Regions from separate parts of the Mus musculus genome. Here region 2 is linked to region 1. Evidence: chromatin contacts called from public promoter capture Hi-C data. All regions are on one chromosome and are shown on one strand. Each heading gives the region's core, a stretch centred on a gene start, on an enhancer-like site or on the middle of the called end of the contact. The rest is flanking DNA. Distances are from core to core; before and after follow the strand shown. Region 1 has its middle 42 kb from the start of Zfp987. Region 2 holds the start of Zfp984 (zinc finger protein 984).

Region 1 (3,278 bases), core at 434-2,933:
TTGGTCTTCATTCTTCTTGAGTATCATATGTTTTGCAAGTTGTATCTTGGGTATTCTAAGTTTCTGTGCTAATATCCATTTATCAGTGAGTACATATTATGTGAGCTCTTTTGTGATTGATTGGGTTACCTCACTTAAGATGATGCCCTCCAGATCCATCCATTTGCCTAAGAATTTCATAAATTCATTGTTTTTAACTGCTGAGTAGTACTCCATTGTGCAAATGTTCCAAATTTTCTGTATCCATTCCTCTGTTGAGGGACATCTGGGTTTTTTCCAGCTTCTGGCTATTATAAATAAGGCTGCTATGAACATAGTGGACCATGTGTTCTTATTACCAGTTAGAACATCTTCTGGATATATGCCCAGGAGAGGTATTGCTGGATCCTCCGGTAGTACTATGTCCAATTTTCTGAGAAACCGCCAGACTGATTTCCAGAGTGTTTGTATAAGCTTGCAATCCTACCAACAATGGAACAGTGTTCCTCTTTCTCCACATCCTCTCCAGCATCTGCTGTCACCTGAACTTTTGATCTTAGCCATTCTGAGTGGTGTGAGTGGAATCTCAGGGTTGTTTTGATTTGCATTTCCCCAATGATTAAGGATGTTGAACATTTTTCTAGGTGCTTCTCAGCCATTCCATATTCCTCTGTTGAGAATTCTTTGTTTAGTTCTGAGCCCCATTTTTAAATTTTTTTTTAAAATTTTCTGGAGTCCATTTTCTTGAGTTCTTTATATATATTGGATAATCCTCCCCTATCTGATTTAGGATTGGTAAAGATTTTTTCCCAGTTTGTTGGTGGCCTTTTTGTCTTATTGGCAGTGTCAAGGCTGCCCACTTTCTCCCAACCTATTCAATATAGTACTTGAAGTCCTAGCCAGAGCAATTTGACAACAAAAGGAGATCAAGGGAATACAAATTGGAAAGGAAGAAGTCAACATATCACTATTTACAAATGATATGATAGTATATATAAGTGACCCTAAACATTCCACCAGAGAACCCCTACACCTGATAAACAGCTTCAGTGAAGTAGCTGGAAATAAAATTAACTCAAACAAATCAATGGCTTTTCTCTACACAAAGAATAAACAGGCTGAGAAAGAAATTAGGGAAACAACACCCTTCACAATAGTCACAAATAATATAAAGTACCTTGGTGTGACTCTAACTAAGGTAGTGAAAGATCTGTATGATAAGAATTTCAAGTCTTTGAAGAAAGAAATCAAAGAAGAAATCAGAAGATGGAAAGATCTCCCATCCTTATGGATTGGCAGGGTCAATATAGTAAAAATGGCTATTTTGCTGAAAGCAATCAGATTCAATGTAATCCCCATCAAAATTCCAACTCAATTCTGCAAAGAATTAGAAAGGACAATCTGCAAATTCATCTTGAATAACAAAAACCTAGGATAGGAAAAACTCTTCTCAATGATAAAAGAATCTCTGGTGGAATCACCATGCCTGACCTAAAGCGGTACTACAGAGCAATTGTGATTTAAAACTGCATGGTACTGGTATAGCGACAGATAGGTAGACCAAAGGAATAGAATTGAAGACCCAGAAATGAACCCACACACCTATGGTCACTTGATCTTTGACAAGGGAGCTAACACCATCTTTTAAATAGAAAACTTGTTCAATGCCTGACCCCCATGGTGCCTGTCAACCACCCTAAATGTCAGTTTGGGACATCTGATGCCTTTTTCTGAGTCCAGTTAGCAACAGCACAGAGCATATTACACATATGCTCTGTAAAGAGGTAAAACTCTGCTAAAATTAAAAAAAAAAGAAATCATTGAAAATGTATGGAAAAATATGGTATGAATTTTCTTCTTCATATTCTGTCTGTATAATCAATTTTGTATGAAACTATTTTAAATATTATTTTCCTATTTCAAGATTTATCTTCAAGATTTTCCTAATGACCATGTAATTGACTTTCTATATAAGAATAAATATTAGGGATTTTATAATTTATTGAACTGTGCATATGAATGATGAGATCACCACTCTATTCATACCTCTGTGTATGTTAATAAACATAGAAATGATAATTGTAATGCATTGTAAAATTAGGACAATTCAAATTTCTATACTTTTTTGGTCTGAAATATTTGGAGAATTCTTTAGACAATCATCATTTCACCTTGCAAGCAGTACATGCATATTCACATGTCATGCTTCTATTTTCTATTTTCCATGTAAATGAAGGTCTTCCTATTCTTCATGTGTATCTTTTAGATTGAAGTTATTTGCTCACACTAGATCACAATATCAGCCCTTCCTCTTCTCCCTATAACCCCTCACACAAGTCTCCCCTCATTCTACTTAGAAGCAGGAATCCTTGACGATTGTATGTAGAACAAGTGAAGATATTTGCCTAATCTATAGGTATCCTGATCATGCTGTCTTTTGACTTACAGAAGGGTTTCACATTTATGATGTTCCATTTATTAATTCTTGACCTTAGTATCAGGGCTATGGGTGTTCTATTAAGGAAGTTGTTTTCTATTCCAATGAGTTCAAGGCTATTCCCCACTTTTTGTTCTATTAATTTAGATGTGTATAGATTCATAATGAGGTCTTTGATTCATTTGGACTTGAGTGATATGCAGGGTGATAAATATGGATCTATATGCATTTTACTGCATGAAGACATCCAGTTAGACCACATCATTCATAGAAGATGCTCTCCACTTTCAATGTATGGTTTTAGCTTCTTTGCCAATAATTGTGTCCGTAGGTGAGTGGGTTTATTATTGTGTGTTCTATTGAATTCCAATGATCCACCTATCTAGTTCTATACCAGTACCGTGCAAAATTTTATTACTAATTTTTGTGCTGTAAAGCTTAAAATTACAGATATTGATGCCTCCAGAAGTTCTTTTTGTTGTTGTTCAGAAATATTTTATCTATCCTGTGTTTTTTTGCTTTTCCATATGAAGTTGCGATTTTTTCTTTCAAAATCTGTGAAGAATTGTGCTGGAATTTTGAAGGGAATTGCACTGAATCTCTAAGTTTCTTTTTGGTAAGATGGACATATTCATTATGTTTATCCTATTGATATATGAGCAAGGGAGGTATTTCCAACTTCTGATATTTTCCTGTTTCTTTCTTCAGATACTTGAATTTCTTGCCATGTAGCTTTTCACTTGCTTACTTAGAGAAATGTGAATGCATTTTATTTATTTATTTATTTATTTATTTATTTATTCATTTATTCATTTATTTATTTATTTCTGTATGGCTAATGTGAAGTGTTCTGTTTCCCTAA
Region 2 (3,362 bases), core at 718-3,217, 1.8 Mb after region 1:
TCTCACCCTTAATCCCCCCCCCACACACACACACACACCTGATGGCTTGGTACATTTTGGAACCAACCAGATATCTCTAAATGCTTTCTCCCTCAGACTGAAATGCCAAAAACTAACCCAACCACCAGCATAAGACCCAGATATCCAGATATCTTCGTGCATTGCTGCAGGTTGCATGTCTTAGAAAAATAATAAAAGCCTCATAGGAAACTACAGTGGCCTATAAAACTGCCTGTAGCATGTGACCAAATCCATCTCTTGGTCAGGATGTATTATTTTATAAAACTTGCCCACGTGGTACAATTAGTTTTTCTCTGGCAACACTCAGGGTGCACAGACCCACTATATATCTTCTTCTCAGCTGTACCTTACTGCAATCCTGTCTTCATGTTTTATTCAAACCTAAGGTGTAATATTAATAACTAAGCCTATGAAGACTCATTTCTCAATGCTGTATTTACATCAAAGACTACATATACCTCAGTGTTAAACTAACGGGGACTATAACTTTGCTAGGTTAATATTAATATTTACAGCCAGGAGACAGTTAAAAATTGAAACATAAAAACAAAAAGTAAGCCTTTAGGGTCAGGCTTAAAAATAAGATCCTTGTGACTCAATGCCCCCAAGGTATGCTAATCATAAAGCAGATAGCAACATTCCTCCATCCACCCACTTATAAGCTGTGCTTTCAAAGAAAGTCACCTTGACCCACCCCGACAACTCCAGGAACTCACTATGCAAATGTGCTAATGTTATTGAGACTCATACACAGCTGTCTTGACTTTCCACTTTCAACTGGTATTTTTGGTATTTTCCAACAACGCCCTCCCCACCCCCTTGACTTGTGGTTCCTTCCTTTAAATACCCCCTTACCCAGCTACTCTGCATACCACAGTCCTCTAGCATTGCATGGTTTATGACTGTGGGCCTGAGAGCTCTCTTGAAATAAAAGTCCTCTTGCAATTTGCATCAAAACCGTTTCTCCAGTAATTTGGGGTGTTGCCTCTCCTGAGTCAGAACGTGGGAGAGTCCTCACCTTTTGGGTCTTTCAACAGTACTTTATAACGAATATTTTCGAATTCAATCAAATCTGCACTGATCCCCATATGACAAATACCTACAAAGCTCTCTAGGGATGCCTATCCAGTTCCCTGGAGAAAGGGAAACGAAATGGCAAATGGAGGAACAAGGGAGTTAAGAAAGCATGAATGAATTTGAATTTGAGGAGCTTTATTATGGCTTTTGCAAAGACAACCATCCCAATACACAAACTCCAGAGACGGCCAAGGATCTACGGGGTTATTTAAAAAAAAAAAAATCTGGCACCCATAAAATTAATTAAAACATCACCATGAACCCAATTCACAGGATCTCAAACTTCCTGATAATGGTAAGATACCACAACAGAATTGGGAGAGTGGCGGCAGAAAATGCACCCCTGCTCCACATGCCTGCCTTGCTCCTGCCCATTTCCCAGTCCAACAGCTCCTCTGACTTGGAAGGTGACAGGACCAGCTGCTCAATGTCCTAGGAGGCCAGCACAGCAATTGCAGCTTAAAGAAGTTTTCAGGTTCCGCAAACACTGAATTGTGAGAGGGGCGGCAGAAAATGCACCCCTGCTCCACGCCCCTGCCCAGCTCCTGCCCGTTCCCCAGTCCAACAGCTCCTCTGACTTGGAAGGTGACAGGACCAGCTGCTCAATGTCCTAGGAGGGGCAACTGCAGCTTAAGGGAGTTTTCAGGTTCCGCAAACACTGAATTGTGAGAATGGCGGCAGAAAATGCACCCCTGCTCCACACGCCTGCCCAGTTCCTGCCTGTTCCCCAGTCCAACAGCTCCTCTGACCTGGAAGGTGACAGGACCAGCTGCTCAATGTCCTAGGAGGCCAGCACAACAACTGCTGCTTAAGAAAGTTTTCAGGTTCCGCAAATACTAGGCGCTAGTCTCCCTCCATAACTTCCTGATCACGAGGCAGCTGAGATGCAAGAAGAAAGATGAAACCGCGGAACTTCCCTTCATGCTGCCTAGCCCCGCCTTCTGGACCCGCCCAATATTCAGCAGCTTCCTGCAATTCTTCTAAGCCTACCTACTTCGGGACCTTTTAATTAATTAGCTTCCCAATTCTTCACAGCAATGTTTGGTGTTTTGAATTTTTGCTTGCTTGCTTGCTTGCTCGTTCCTTTGCTTTTAATTTGTCTTTTTCTTAAACTCATCTAATCAGGCTGGAGGCCCACCCTCCCCAGCAGGAACCACTCCTCCAACTCTGTTGCAGGCTGCCTTCCACAAAACTTCCCAGGACCTACTCTACACAGCTTCCTCAAAAGGTTGCTGCCAGACTAGACCAGAACTGGATGTAGTAGGACACTGCACCTGGGTTCTGAACCCTTCAGATACAACGCATATTAACTTCTCATATTGTGAGTCTTTTCCTCTGGGCTATAAATGCACACAATTAAGCAGTCCCTTTGAATTCTGATGCTCAGAACAGATACCCAAAACAAACAATAACTTAGATAAAATGTCCTTGGCTCAAACCGCAAACCATATAGGTATCCTATAAGGAGCACAATTTATTTGATATCGAAGACAAAGAATAGAAAACCCACAATCATGATCAAGGACATTAAAGTTTGTAAACCATGTAAATCCACTCACTCAGAGAGAAACGAAATAAATCATGGGCAAGAAAATAATACCAGATTCCTGAAGGAAATGACAATATAAAATATTAAAATTGACTTCAATAAGTGCTTAGAAATGCCAAAAAAAAATCCTGAAAAGAAAATGCAGTAAGGCAAATAAAAATAATACATAGAGAACCTGTGGGAGACAGATTATCAGACTTAAAGAAAAGGTAGAGGAGGTGGATGCCTCAATCAAAGAAAATGATGAATTAAAATGATGTTAGGTCAAGGCACAATATTATTTACTTCTTGAAGGGTGAGACAATAAAGAGAAACTCCTTTGGAAAACTGTCTTGATCTTTGTCAAAAAAAAAAAAGTAAGGAAAGGAAGTAAGGAAGTAAGAAGGAAAGAAAGAAAGAAAGAAAGAAAGAAAGAAAGAAAGAAAGAAAGAAAGAAAGAAAAGAAAGAAAGAAAGGATGAAAGAAAGAAAACTTGAACAAAATTACAATACATACTGCACTGTTTGTTGATAAATGGTTTCCTGATTGTTCCCTGTAACACTCTATGACACCCATGCATATCAGTATAAGCTGGGGAAAGGAGACTCGAGATTTACCCAAGTCTCATTAGACTCTTGCTAGGAAGTCAACTCTTTTCATGATTGTAATGAGTTCCAGGATTCTCATTGACCTCTGAGGTTCAAAACCTGTTGTGATGATTATGAGAGGTTAAAAT

What was found. Promoter capture Hi-C pulls out the DNA fragments that hold promoters and counts their contacts.
Region 2: a contact with region 1 is called in a promoter capture Hi-C map of embryonic stem cells, with 7 times the contacts expected there. The contact joins the promoter of Zfp984 here to the enhancer-like site in region 1. A contact is called at or near these places in 1 of 39 promoter capture datasets (embryonic stem cells), 1 of 15 datasets of contacts at CTCF or cohesin (the NIH/3T3 cell line), 11 of 115 datasets of contacts at active chromatin or transcription factors (bone marrow-derived dendritic cells, cardiomyocytes, differentiating embryonic stem cells and 6 more) and 3 of 9 other capture datasets (adipose tissue, embryonic stem cells and liver).

What each region holds. Positions count from the first base shown.
Region 1 is chr4:146,053,863-146,057,140 of GRCm38.p6, forward strand. No RefSeq gene overlaps it. Among named protein-coding and RNA genes, the nearest start is that of Zfp987, 42 kb to the right of the region's middle. Within about 2 kb of position 1,684, at least 10 of the 459 cell types and tissues checked have an H3K27ac peak or open chromatin away from gene starts, as enhancers often do. A contact at or near this core is called in embryonic stem cells and expanded potential stem cells, where this site is marked.
Region 2 is chr4:147,807,821-147,811,182 of GRCm38.p6, forward strand. Zfp984 (zinc finger protein 984) reads right to left here and starts at 1,968. Exons shown (of 6, transcript NM_001127189.3): 1 at 1,848-1,968.